3 separate regions of the Mus musculus genome follow, and regions 2 and 3 are each linked to region 1. The links are chromatin contacts, called in public promoter capture Hi-C maps. All regions are on one chromosome and are shown on one strand. Each heading gives the region's core, a stretch centred on a gene start, on an enhancer-like site or on the middle of the called end of the contact. The rest is flanking DNA. Distances are from core to core; before and after follow the strand shown.

Evidence for each region. Promoter capture Hi-C pulls out the DNA fragments that hold promoters and counts their contacts.
Region 2: a contact with region 1 is called in a promoter capture Hi-C map of pre-B cells, with 4 times the contacts expected there. The contact joins the enhancer-like site here to the promoter of Ramac in region 1. A contact is called at or near these places in 2 of 39 promoter capture datasets (liver and pre-B cells), 2 of 484 Hi-C or Micro-C datasets (B cells and CD4 T cells) and 1 of 115 datasets of contacts at active chromatin or transcription factors (astrocytes).
Region 3: a promoter capture Hi-C map of liver shows a contact between it and region 1, with 4 times the contacts expected there. The contact joins the promoter of Fanci here to the promoter of Ramac in region 1. A contact is called at or near these places in 2 of 39 promoter capture datasets (liver and pre-B cells), 1 of 484 Hi-C or Micro-C datasets (CD4 T cells) and 1 of 9 other capture datasets (adipose tissue).

What each region holds. Positions count from the first base shown.
Region 1 is chr7:81,760,261-81,764,808 of GRCm38.p6, forward strand. It overlaps Ramac (RNA guanine-7 methyltransferase activating subunit), which reads left to right and starts at 2,693. Exons shown (of 3, transcript NM_025997.2): 1 at 2,693-2,796.
Region 2 is chr7:83,876,405-83,881,114 of GRCm38.p6, forward strand. Tlnrd1 (talin rod domain containing 1) reads right to left here. Exons shown (of 1, transcript NM_030705.4): 1 at 4,091-4,710. Among named protein-coding and RNA genes, the nearest start is that of Tlnrd1, 5.6 kb to the right of the region's middle. Within about 2 kb of position 2,762, at least 81 of the 459 cell types and tissues checked have an H3K27ac peak or open chromatin away from gene starts, as enhancers often do. A contact at or near this core is called in B cells, astrocytes and pre-B cells, where this site is marked.
Region 3 is chr7:79,390,408-79,395,396 of GRCm38.p6, forward strand. Fanci (Fanconi anemia, complementation group I) reads left to right here and starts at 1,931. Exons shown (of 38, transcript NM_145946.2): 1 at 1,931-1,984. It also overlaps a transcript of Rlbp1 not described here.

The sequences.
Region 1 (4,548 bases), core at 1,443-3,942:
ACATTTACACAATGGAGTACTAATCAGCTATAAAAAGAATTAATTTATGAAATTCCTAGGCAAATGGATGGACCTGGAAGACATCATCCTGAGTGAGGTAACCCAATCACAAAAGAACTCACGTGATATGTACTCACTGATAAGTGGATATTAGCCCAGAAACTTAGAATACCCAAGATACAAGATACAATTTGCAAAACACATGAAACTCAAGAAGAACAAAGACCAGAGTGTGGACACTTTGCCCCTTCTTAGAATTGGGAACAAAACACCCATGGAAGGAGTTACAGAGACAAAGTTTGGAGCTGAGACGAAAGGATGGACCATCTAGAGACTGCCATACCCGGGAATCCATCCCATAATCAGCCACCAAACGCTGACACCATTGCATACACTAGCAAGATTTTGCTGAAAGGACCCAGATATAGCTGTCTCTTGTGAGGCTATGCTGGGGCCTAGCAAACACAGAAGTGGATGCTCACAGACAGCGATTGGATGGATCACAGGGCCCCCATTGGAGGAGCTAGATAAAGTACCCAAGGAGCTAAAGGGGTCTGCAACCCTATAGGTGGAACAACAATATGAACTAACCAGTACCCCCGGAGCTCGTGTCTCTAGCTGCATATGTATCAGAAGATGGCCTAGTTGGTCATCAGGGGAAAGAGAGGCCCATTGGTCGTGCAAACTTTATATGCCTCAGTACAGGGAATGCCAGGGCCAAGAAGTGGGAGTGGGTGGGTAGGGGAGTGGGGGAGAGTATGGGGGACTTTTGGGATAGCATTGGAAATGTAAATGAAGAAAATACCTAGTAAAAATAAATAAATTAGAAAAAAGACTATTTATAAACATGTAATTCTGTTATGCAGTGGTTATCACACATAGCATTGCTACTTTATGATGAACTATTAAACCAGGGAATTTTTTTAAAGACAGTCTCATGTAGCTGAGGGTGACCTTGAACCCATCATCCCCCTCCACCGCCCTAGGGTTGGGTGTCCATCACCACTGTGCTCTTTATCACTTCGTGCTCTTAACTAGTTCAATCAAATGGAACTGAAAGTCCTCCAGTGCCAACTCTGAGGCCCGAAGAAGTGGATTCGTCTCCGTTTTCCACGCCTGTTCGTCTTCCATCGCCTATTTAGTAATGACTGTTTCTGTGACCTGCATCCCCACATCAGCACTGGCCTATTTTTGTTACATTGGTGTTTCTAAACTATGGCGTGGATAGTTTAGAACATAGTTCCACTGTTCATCCCACAAGTAGGTACCGAGTTATATACTAGTACTGAGTTATGTACGGTGTTATATACTAGTGTGATGTACAAATTAAAGGTGTGTATAAACAGGTAGAAAATGGTATTAACACATAAAGTTCTGAAGGTACTGTGGAACCCAGCAGAAGTAAAACTCATTCCCTGTAAAGTCTTAGAGAATGGATGTAATATCAATGTCAACATCTGGAGGTCGTGGTGGTGGTGAGGTGGTGGGGTGTGTGTGTGTAGGGGAGTGGCAATATTCTAAGCATAAGGGAACACTGGCAAGCTATAAAAACATAATGAGTATTCGTGAACTACTGCATTTGGTCTGCTTTACTGTGAGGGAATGAAAGAGAAATATCAGAAAATAGAATTTTGAATCCAAATTAAGATTGTTGGCCTTGGCAGCAAGGAGTTATTGAATATCTTGCATCCCAGTTGTGCTTGAATATGACTATAACTACGGCAGTTGTCTGGTGATATGCTGGTGAGGGGCAGTGACTTAGGAAGAAGGGCATCGGTGCTCTGTTCAGGGAGTGTAGAGAGAACTTGGATGAGGAGTCAGTGGGGATGGGAATGGATGAAAACCAGAGTCACAAGGACCAAATAACAGAACGAGACATCTGACCAGGGCGTGGAAAGAAAAGGTATTCTTTTTTTAGCTTTATTTTATTTATGAGTACACTATAGTTGTTTCCAGACACACCAGAAGAGGGCATCAGATCCCATTACAGATGGCTGTGAGCCACCATGTGGTTGCTGGGGATTGAACTCAGGGCTCCAAGAAGAGCAGTAAGTGTTCTTATCCTCTCCAGCCCTAAGGTATCCCATTTTGACACTAAACTTTCCAGGCTGATCGTATTCCCAAGAGGAGGGCAAGGTCCGGGGAGCAATCTGAGAAAAGTGGCTAGTCAACAGCTGGCATTGCCACACTTGCAAACAACCGAGAAGAGCGGAGACTTCGGGAGCGAGCGGAATACGGGCAGTGGAGGCGTGGGTTCGTCTCTGCAAACACACATAGACAACGGTGCGCAGGAGCCTTACTGCCCAGGCCGGCTAAGAACCGGGTGGGCATCGCCCAAGCAGAGCAGTCTCGTCTGCTCCTCCGCCCCGCCGCCCGGGCTCCGGCTTTGGGGTCTCCATTGACAAGCAGCCTTCCCTCCTAGTCCTACTCTCAGACTTCCCGTACCAGTGCACCAGGCACTGCCAGTTCGAGGGATTTTATACATGACGATATCCTCTCCCCGACGGTCACCAGGCACTGGCTGCGAATGACCGCACTGCCCACCATCGCCACTTTGCTCGACCCTGCGGAGCTTCCCTAGGGCCGCGCCAAGGTTCGAATGTGAGGGGCGTGGCGGGGGGGGAGGGGGAAGCGAGGATTTCTAGATCTCGAGAGACTTGGCACGAGACTCCGCCTTACACGCTCCGGAAGCGGAAGTCGGGTGGTTGAGGGATTCCTGAGCGTTTGTTTACCTTGGAGAGCCGGGTGGGGTGCGGCGGTGTGGACGCCCGAGGTCTCCAGTGCGTCCCATGAAGGGTGAGTACCGCACATGGCGGATGAATCTCCCACCCGGGGCGGCGGAGGTGATGGGGGCCTGGGGCCGGAAAGTGCGAGAGGCCGGAGGTCGCTGCCCCTCGGAGCCTCTTTCTCCGCAGCTCGGCTCCTGACGGCAGTTCTGGAAGGAGCCGCTTTGTCCCGGCCGTCGTCAGCCGCGCGTCGGCTGGCGGGCTGGGATGCGCAGTGGTTAGTCAGTCATCCTGCTCCGTGCTCGGGGCTCCGCTCTGGAGAGCAGCCGAGCCAGGGTCGGCCGACCGCAGGCAAAGCTCTGTGCGGTTCTCTATGTGGTGAGGAGGTTGGTGGGATCCAAGTGCCAGGAAGGCTGTCGGCCGCAGCGACAGAGAGCGCGCGGCCCCTGGTTGCCCGTGCCTGACCTAGCTTGTAGCTGGTGACGACCGAGGCGACGAGGGTCGTCGCCTCTCCGAGTTCCTCCGTGGAAGCTCGAGTTTCCTCGTAGGCTGCTAGGACTGAGATCCTTGGGTCTCTAATCCTGCCCACTCAGATCGAGACGTGTGTGTGCACAGCTCCTCTGCCCACGCACGCCTTTGCGGGGTGGGGAAGAATTGTCTGTCTGCGGGTTGTGTGTCTGTCTGTCTGCGGGTTGCGTGTGCTGGCGCCCGCAGAGGCCGGAAGAGGGCGTCTGTTCCCCTGGAGCTATATTACAGGCAGCTGAGAGCAGCGTGGGTGCTGCGATCTGATCTGTGGTCCATCGGAAGGGTAGTGAGCGCTCTCGACCACTGAGCTATCTCTCTGACACTTCCCTCATCTTTTGAGGTTTCTTCCAAGACCCCCTTCCCCCCAGCCGTATTTTCTTAATATTATTTATTCTATTATTTCTTTTATATGTTTATTATATAATTATATTTTATATATTATGTAATTGTGCTTTATGTGATTATTATACATATGTATTGTATATTTTTACATCATAATAACATTTTTCCCTTTCCTCCCTTTAGACCCTCCCTTTATCCCCTCAGCTCTTTCAAATTCATAGTCTCTTTAGTAATATGTAGATATATACAACCTGCTCAGTTCATATATTGTTACTTATGCGTGTGTTTTCGGGGCTAATCAAATATGGCATTAGAGAACCAGTTGGTGTGCTCTTCCCTTGAGAAGACTATTTCTCTTGCTCTCCGCATTCCTTGGTTGCCTGTAGTTCTTTGTTAAGGCCTCTTGACTTTTCCCTCTTCCACATTCTCTTGTCTTTTGGTAGTGTTGGCCTCAGCCCATATTTAATCAACCTAAACATTAAACAATATAGTTGTCTCAAATCCTTGGGTTAAGTAAAGCTTGCATTAAGGTTTTGTTTCAATTCCATTCTCATGAATAAGTATGAAGATACCTATGTGGTAGGGTATGGGGAAAATAGAATAAATTGTGCCTTTTCCTTGCCTTGTGAATGTCTGTCTTAATTGGGAATGGGGCATTCTTCTAGTGGCTTCTGTGGGTAGTTTGGAATTGTGGACACTTTTAATTAGTTGGGAGTTTTCCTTGTCTTATTTTGAGACAGTGTCTCTCTACATCGCTCTGGCTGTCCTGGAACATACTCTATAGACCAGCCTAGCCTCAGACTCACAGAAATCCACCTGACTCTTCCTCCCAAGTGCTGGGATGAAAGGCATGTGTCACTACCCTCAACCTAGTTGGATTTATTCTAAACTCATTTGGTTTTTGGTATTTAATACTAGTTTGCCAATACCAGGCACAAGGAGGTGTAATAAATAA
Region 2 (4,710 bases), core at 1,512-4,011, 2.1 Mb after region 1:
AGTCTTCCCTAAAGACCCAAAATGTAGTAATTGCAAGATTTTAAGACATACAAAGTTGCAGAGTCTGGATTGGAGGCCTGAAGCTACACAGAACACTTCTTAGAGGACAGAGCAAAGCATCGAGGCACTTGCTGTGTCAGAGCACTCCACGTTAAGGCAAGAATGTCAAGGAAAACCGACGTGAACCTAACATTCAGGGAGGTAGACGGGGTTACTCTGGTGGAGTCCATCACAAGGTCTTCCGCTTCATGGAGTTCACTGTAAATATTTGCTTTAGTTTTTACAACGGGAAAACAGAGGCACAAATGTTTGGAGGACAGACACAGTGAGTAATACCTACCTCCTCCCAAGAGTGCTCTAAGGACCCAAGGACACATTATGAGTGAAAGTGGTCTGTAAACTAAAGACTGAAATAAGGATAGCAAATGCCTCAGTTACCACAGTTCAGAAAAAAGCCAGGACTCAGTCAATGCTACCTCACGTTACCACAGAAGTGTCCCTGGGTAAACGTGAATAGGGCCTCCTGGATAAGGTGCCAAAGAGCAGTTCTTACAAGGCAGGGGGTAGGGCCAGGGTATGACTGAGATCCTGGGTACCCTCTCAGTAATATGTCATGTGAGTAGCAGCTTCTGGTCCCCACACCCACTCATGCCACCATCCCAAGAAGAGTGAGTCTTTTAAAAGGCAACTCTAGCTCTTAAGGTTGATCACCCTATCTTCTGGGTGTATCACATACTGCAGTACAGATTTCCTGCAGTGCATGTTGGAATCGGTCTGTACATACATTGCTTGTGAGTATGTGTTAGAAGCTCAGTAGCCAGGGCTAGAGGCAAAGCTCAGCAGTTAAGAGCACTTATTGATCTCTCAGGAGACCCAGGTTTGCTTCCCAGAATCCACGTGGTGACTCACAAATATCCATAACTCCAGTTCCAGGGGATCCAACGCCCTCTTCTGACCTTCTGAGGCACTAGGCATGCACATAGTACACAGATATGCAAAACTCATACCCATAAATTAAAAAAAAATTATACAAAATAGTAAATAAACTCAGAAGTGAAGTGTTCTTTCTTGGTTGGTCAAAGAGCTCACAGGTTGACTTTTTCTTTTGAATTCACCTTGCACAAGAGATAATATGTAAGAACATAAAGTCAGTTTGCTGGTTTATGTTGTATTGTTTCAGTTTCTTTCCAAAGCATAAAGGGAAGAGAACTCTGTACTTTAGATAAACATGCACACATGTACACAGAGAGAAAGGGGAGGGAGAGATAGAAAGAAAGAGTGCGTGAGAGAGAGAGCTCAATTCTCAAGTTAAAGAGATGGCTCCCAGAGTACTACTACACAATTTTGATGATGTAATTCTCAAACCTGTCTTCTGATCTCCACATGCAAACTGTGGCATGTGCACGGTTGCATCCACACACACATCAGATACACATGAAGCACAACACACATCAGATACACACACACACACCCTCAAAGATCAATCTAAGAGTTCCTCGGGCCTGAGGACATACCTCAGTGGCAGAGCACTTGCTTGCCACATACAAAGACTTAGGTTTAAGCTCACAATGTCCAAGAGAAAAGGACACCAGAGCAAAGGGGAAGCTCATAGAAATGATATAGCCTCCTGACACACAAGGGGTGTATTCTGGATTTAAAGATAAAAAAGAAACCTGCATACTTTATAGGGCAGGGAGGCTCCAACCTGGGCATGCATCAGTCACCTGGAGAGCCTGATACAACACAGAGCAGCTTCTAGTGAACAAAGCTGAGGTGGCATCCAGAATAGTGCTGGTGCTGAAGGTCCTTGGACCACACAGCAGTACTGAGTCCAGAGCAAGGCATCACTCACAGCTGTCTGTATCCTAGTTGGCTCCCACTGCCTTTTGGCCCAGTAAATGGCCATTATAACTTCCACCTACAGGAACTATTTCACTACTTGCTTATGTAATCTTGTTGCAGGCATTTTATTAGTTTCATTTAAAAACCAAAACCAAAACCAAAATACATATATGCCAGGCATTATAGCCTCTGATCTTAATGGGCTCCCTGCTTTGTTAAATTGACCCCAATTCTGTTAAACTGACCTCAATCACAGAGGCCCCTGCTAAAAGCGGCGTTTCCTTATATCTAGACAACTACAGTTTTTGAGCCTTTATCATTGTAGGGGGAAGCAGATCACTCCCAGAAACTTTGCTTAAGCAAATTGGACCAATTAGTCACAGATACCCAAAGTAAATAATCAAGCAAGCGCTGAGAGGATCTGCCCTTAAAACCCAGGTCTCCTTAAGAACTCATTCAGCTACTAGAGTCAAAGGTCAAGCCAGGCAGCAGCCGCAGGCAGAGGTGCTAAGTCTGTGGATTTCTTCTCCAAGTCCTCTCAGTCTCTGTGCACTGCTCAGTTGCTAACTCTGGAGGTCCTCTGTCCAACCCCCGCCATTCTGCCTGTTCACCAGTCACATTCATTCAGAAAAAAAACAGGTGTTCCTGTTAAAATTAGCTGTCTCAAACTGCAAAATATCTCAGACCCCTATACCAGCTTTAAAAGGAAAGTGAAAAATAACTACCATTCAGCCGTTAACTGATGTTTCCAGAATGACAGTCACACACACACACACACACACACACACACACACACACACAGAGAGAGAGAGAGAGAGAGAGAGAGAGAGATTGATTTGCATTCTTACCAAGAACTCAGGATGAATAAGAAAGCCCAAACTTTAAACTGACAAAGAAAGGCTTCTTGTCTTGTTTTGATCTCTTTTCCCCCTGGTCATGCCTGAAAGCCTGCTCTGTCCCATTTCCTTCGGTTGACTGTCATAGACAATGGCTTTTGTTCGGGGAACTTAGCTGGTTTTAGCTGGTTTTCTGTCTTTCTCTTTAGCATGCCTAAGGAGGTTCTTGGCATCTCTTGGTCAGAAAGGACTCTGCATTAAACCTGACTTACAAACCTTGACCCAGAAAAGTCAGAAGAACCCAGGGTTGGACTGAAGTTAGTGGTGGTGAAGCTTAATTTACATATTTATAAAAAGAAGGCTGAGTGGAATGAGGCCGTTCTGATTTTATTTCTGGAACCAGTAACTCTGCTGACCTCATTACAGCCTATTATGAAATAGGTTGATGTACTTCTTTAAAAAAAAAAAAATCAAGGATTATTTAAAAGAGAAGTTTGGCAACTAATATATTGGAAGGAAATTAGAATGCCAAAGACCAGTGCCCAAGTCCCTAACCAGGCACTGCAGACACACACAGAACGGAACTGTGTGCTACTCACTCTGGCTTCTAAAAACCTGCTTGAAAAGACAGAGAAAATTTCAAGGCACCTACTGTCAGACAAACCCCGACCCTTATAAACCAAAAAAAGAAATTAAATATCACATTTCTCAAGGACAGAGATTTTTAACATTCCGCACTCAACCCCTATCACATACACAAGCACTGAGACAACTGTGAGAAACTCTGTGAGAAAGAGCAGTTTCAAATTTAATGTGGAGACTAGCTAGTTAATGTCATGCAAGGAGATAGGGCAAGTCTTTTTGCCTTTTGGCTTGCAGTTTTAAAATTAGTTCTTCAAGGATTAGTTCTTCTGGCTCTTAATTCCTTTCAGTTTACTCTGTGATATCTGCAGACTAAAGGAACCATAGGAAATTTAGACTTTATCATTTGTGTAAACCCAACGAATAGAAATAATTTCCATGTGTACATAGGACTTCTTTTGGCAGCCCTCTTGCCAATCTACCTGCAGCTGATCTAGACTAAACTTTACAAAAGAACTGGGGGGGGGGGGGTAGGAGCATACCCAAGGTCACTTCATTTTACTTTATAACTCTTGCAAGATCTAATTAGAGAAAACAACTGCTCCTTTGACCATTTCTCACTTAATTCCTAATGCATATTTGCTGTGCTGAGACACCAACTGTCTATGCTGGCCTCAGACTTATGGCAAGACTTCGACTTCAGTCTCTGAAGTGTTGAAATGAGAGGTGTGAGCAACAGCCAGGTTTGCTCTGACCATTGAAAATAAAATGTATACACACTATTACTTTAAGTTTTTTTTTTTAGAAAGTGTGGGAAAAATTGATTTTATAAGTTAAATTTCATTTTGCTGCTAACATTTTATGGTGACAACTTTTCAGATCTGTGGGCACTGGAAAGGTTTAAGCACAATAAAACCCCCTGAAAAAGTAAATGATACACTGAAAGCCTACAGGAGTTTTTTGCGCATGTGGCTCATCCAGGTTTCAAGGCTATAGATAAGTTTGTCACTCTATTTAGTAAGAAACTATTCAACAGTGTCTTCAACAAGCCATAAACTCCCCCTTAAAAAGTCCATCCCAAATTTATTTATCTACAGAAAAGCCAAACTACCTCGACATGATTTCAATCAACAAAATACTCTTTCAATACCCAACCAGCCACTTGAATCAAGGTCATAAAAACAAGCCCTCCACTGACAAGCATGCTCTAGAAAGTTCTAAGTCCAGAGGATAGACTCTTTTATCAAACTGCCTAGAACCTTCTATAAAGTCATAGAGATTTCTGGGTTAGGCCTAGCCTCACTGAAGATGCTAAAGGATCAGTTGATACAGTGCTGTTAAGTCCCATGCAAAATTCTGTGAGCTGGCAAGGCAGCACCCCACACAGTATTAGGAAGTACTTTAATCTGAAAATGACAGGCCGAATACAAATCAGATTTCAGTAAGCCTG
Region 3 (4,989 bases), core at 681-3,180, 2.4 Mb before region 1:
CTGGCCAGCCACGTGTTGGAGCATATTCGCAATCCCAGGCACTTGGGAAGTAGAAGCAGGAGGATTAGGAGTTCCAGGCCTGTTAACACCTTAGCATTACTTCTAGGCCCCGCCCAGCAGTTACCTAGCAACTGCCAGGTAAACTGGGGTTGCTATAAAAGGGACTGTTTGGTCTCTCTTCACTTTCTGACTTTCTCTCTCTGACCCCCTTTTCTCTCTCTGACTCCTTTCTCCCTCTCCTGCCCCACTCCATGTTCCTGGCCAGCGTCTTCTCTTTGTCTCTTTGTTCCAGCTCCATATCTTTCTCTCATTCTATCTCTCCCCTCGCTCTTTCTCTGTCTCTACTCCCTTCTCAACCCCCCTTCAACAGAATAAACTCTATGCTATACTAGACCTATGGCTGGTACCTTGCAGGGAAGGATGCCTTAGCGTGGGCCCACTGAGGTACCCTAACCCACTGCACCGTACCTCGCTCTTTAAAACATATTGTTGACTTTACAAAACACATCAAGGCCAATCACAGTTATGTCGCAAGTTAAAACCCAGCCTGGGCTAAGTGGGATCCTGACTAAGAAAACATAAGCAAAAAGTTAATGTTGCCGGGCGTGGTGGCGCACGCCTTTAATCCCAGCACTCGGGAGGCAGAGGCAGGCGGATTTCTGAGTTCGAGGCCAGCCTGGTCTACAAAGTGAGTTCCAGGACAACCAGAGCTATACAGAGAAACCCTGTCTCAAAAAACCAAAAAAAAAAAAAAACAACAACAACAAAAAAAAGTTAATGTTAATAAAAAAACAGGTAGCCAGGCAATGGTGGCACATGCCTTTAAACCCACCATTGGGAGGCAGTGGCAGGTGGATTTCTGAGTTCGAGGCCAGTCTGATCTACAAATTGAATTCCAGGACAGCTAGGGATATACAGAGAAACCCTGTCTCAAAACAAAACAAAAACCAAAAATTAATAAATAAAATAAATTAAAAACAGGTACTATGTTATTCATGTATCGGGGTAGACATTCATACAAACAATTTAATAAGTGTTATTAGATGCACACATGGAATGCTTATTTAATCTGTATAGATTGTTAACAGATTTACAGCTGAATGGTGCAGTCCTAGAAGGAGTTTGGAACTAGAAGGAGTTTGGAAGGAAGGTTTTGTGGGAAGATGGGATGAAGCCATCTGTTTCTTTAGTGAAGTAAAGGATTCCCCTCAGGGATCGCCCTCACCCTCAGCTGCTGGTTTTTAACAACTTCTCATATTTCAGTGTGGAGACCTAAATGTAGAAGAGTGATTCCCGAGAGGAATCCTTTGCTTCACTAAATAGTAATGCCTCTGCTTCTCCTCTACCATCCTAAGCACCTTCACATGCTTAGCTAGCCAGGAGCTTGTTGATTCTGGGCACTGTGCACAAGCTGCACCCTCAATCTAAAGTAGAATTTCGGTCCACTGCTTCATTGATCTTGACGGTGCACTCAGGTGGTTATTTACGAATGTATTGAACATTCACTGCTTCTGGGACGGACGGACACACACACTCACACTCACACTCACTCTCACTCACTCACTCACTCACTCACTCACTCACTCACTCACTCACTCACTCACTCACTCACTCACTCACTCATGCGGGCGCGCGCGAGGTGCTTCCGATGCAAAAGACCTGACCCTCCATCAATTGGTTCAATCTCTTCTGCACTGACTTCAACTACAGAGCTCTAAGAAAGCTTAACCCGGCCATACCATAACGCGCATGCTACTCTGAGGTTCCCCCCAAAGCGTGTGAGCCGGTTGCACCTCCCTCTCCCGCGAATTTGGGCCATCATCTCCGCAAAGATTCCCCCACTTTGTCATCTAAAATGGTACGCCCTACAGAGTTAGGAAGTCGGAAGTGCACCTCGGGGGCGGGACCTGTTGCTCTGGGCAACGGAAGTGCGGCTGCGTGGAGTAGAGCGGGAATTTTGGAAGGATCCCGAGCTGAGGTTGAGGTGACTGTTCAGGGTCTGTGCTTACAAGGAGGGAGGAAGTGGGACGGTGAGGACAGGCAGGGTCCCCTTGCGACGTGGCGTCCCGCCGTGCCTGGTTTCTGCGCAGGGGTCGGGGACATCAGCTTTGGCGGGTTTTTGCGAGGCTCGCTCCGTTCTGCCCTCCCTATTGGCCCTGCCCTGCAGTGTCAGCGCCTGCTTCTGGAGGGTCCCGCAGCCGGGTTTCGCGCGTGGAGCCCAGTGCCAGTGGGAAGAGAGGCCATTGACTTCGCATAGGATAGGCAGGATACTCAAGACGTGCACTGTCGAGCAGAACGGAGCTCCAAAAGCTAACGACCCCACCAGATGTTTTATTTAATTTCTCCATTTACATAGCGTTTATTTTAATATACAAAGCAATCACCCAGCCACCACTATAAGCACTTAGTATATTTTCGGCACCGTATATAGAAGTTAAGGTAGTAAAATCTACATTAGCTGCCTTATTTTATAGTTTCTGTTTCCTTTTAGTTTTGTTTTTGAGTCAGTGTCTTATATTGGCTACAGAGTGTGCCTGGTCATGTTTCCACCTGAGTGCTGGGATTACAGGAGAGCATCAACATGCTAGGTGTATACAAGTCTAGGGTTATGACGTCATCCAGCCCAGGGCGGCAGGCCTGCTAGGCAGTTCTACCGGCAGAGTTACGCCCTCTGGCCCACATCAGATATTTCTTATGTCCTTAATATAAGCTTGTTACTGTGCTCAAGATAACGATAAACCAAACTGGAAATACTCATGGAACTGTAGACCAGTGGGGGACCTAGCCATTAATTTAAAATGTAATATTAGAACTTGCCGGGGGAGGGAGGGGGGCTGGTGAGATGTCCCAGCAGTTAAGAGCATTGACTGTTCTTCCAGAGGTCCTGAGTTCAATTCCCGACAACCACCTGGTGGCTCACAACCATCTATAGGAGGATCTGATGCCCTCTTCAGGCAGGGGGATGTATATGCAGCAGAGCACTCATACATCAAATAAAATTGTTTAAAAAGTTAGTGACATTGTGGAAGGAATTTCACTGGTGTTTGTAGAGGAGGTAACACCGGAGCATCTGAGAGAGAGTGAGTTGAGCCGAGGTCTGAAGACTTTGTAGAAATTGAGAGCAAGGATGGGTATCTTTGTTTCAGATGAGAAATCGTTTATAAGGGTGTTGGGGATTTGAAGGACAGAAAACAATTTATTGTTCTTAGAAGAGTGATAAAATCAGAAACAGAATTAGCTCTGTGTACCTTTTCACGACCTCCGGCTTGGGTGGTGGTTACGTGCATAAGAACATCCTTGGTAGAGAAGGAGTGAAACCCAGCATGAAGCACCCCAGCTTCAGAGTGGCTTAGAGCTGTGGAGAAGCTCGCTGCGTTTGTAGACTTTGGGTCTGGTTGATTCCACTATCTGATTTTTTTTTTCTAATTCCTTATTTAACATTAAAAAGAAAGAATAGAGTGATGAAGGAAGTTAAGCGAGGGCTTAGACCCTGCAGGACCTGCTCTCTGCGGCCAGAAGAGAGTGCCATGCAGTTGTGAGCCATCTGATGTGGTGCTAGGCATGGAATTCAGCAACTCTGGGATAGCAGGGAAGGCTCAGTACTGAGCCATCTCTCCTGTCCCAGGACTCTGAGCTTGTGTGCGTGTGTGTGTGTGTGTGTGTGTGTGTACGTGTACGTGTGTACGTGTGTACAAGCGCGCATGCGCATGCACACATGTGGTAGCCCTGGCTGTCCTGGAGCTCACTCTGTAGCCCAGGCTTGTCTTTAGCCCACAGAGATCCACCTGCCTCTGCCTCCCACTTACTGAGATTCAAGGAATGTGCCACTGCCACCTGGCTTCCTTCCTTTCTCTTCCCTCCTCCCCCTTTCTCTTCTTCTTCCTCTTTCTCCTTCTCCTCCTCCTCTTCTTCTTCCTCCTCCTCTTCTTCCTCCTCCTTTTGGATTTTTGTCTAATAAGAAAGCAACAGAAAATTCCTTCTAAGATAAGGATGGGTTGGAAGGAAACTATATCATTTGGTTTTTGTTTTCAGAATTGTCTTATTGCTGTGTAGAGGGGAGCAAGTGAAGAAACTGTTTTTGTAGTGGTTCGGTGCTGTCCGAGTAGAGGTGGGAGGAGAGTCAGGGTGGGCTTTGAGAGAGGTCGGTAGGACTTGGCGGTGGATCTGGAGGGTGACAGTGGTTCCTGAGGATTTGCCCAGGTTTCTGGGTGGAGCCGCTGAGTGAATACTGGTACTGTACATGGGGGTGGGAACCGGAGGGAGAGGAGAAAATGGTTCCCAACCCCCACCCCTTCACGTCCACGCTACGCCATCCTTCCTCTGCCCAGGTTCACCCCTCTCCACATGAGTGACTTTATCTTTACACAGCTCCAGGCCACCTCTCAGTTTCTTCTTTGTCCACATTCCCTCCCCACTTTGATTTGCACATTAATTTGAGGTTCAGTTGCCTCGAAGACTGTTTTCAGTCTGGTCAGACTCCCTTGCTCATAACCTTTGTGATGGTTGTCATTAAAATTCCTTTGCTGACTCTCTCAGGGTTTTGTCTCTCCCCAACCCTGAGAGGTCAGACCTCCTAGCTGCCTTACTGCTCCACTTGGCCGCCATCGCAGCCAGTCTCCTGTTCCCCAGTACGGTTGTCAGCTCAGACTTGCCTGCCTCTGTTTATGAAACCCTCCTTTCCCGTACTGTCGATCATCTGGTTGTCTGGGCTACCTAAATTTACCTAAATTTAGTTTCTTAATTTCCAGGTCAGACCTTTCTCCTGAAAACATTTTGCTTTTGTTCTTCAGTTTGTTAAGACAGCCTTTTGTAGCCTAGGCTGGTCTCAAACTTTTTTTTGAGACAGGGTTTCTCTGTGTAGCCCTGGCTGTTCTAGAATTCACTCTGTAGACCAGGCTGGCCTCGAACTTAGAAATTTGCTGCCTCTGCCTCCCAGGTGCTGGGATTAAAGGCGTGCGCCACCACGCCCGGAATTCCTAAGCCTGCCTG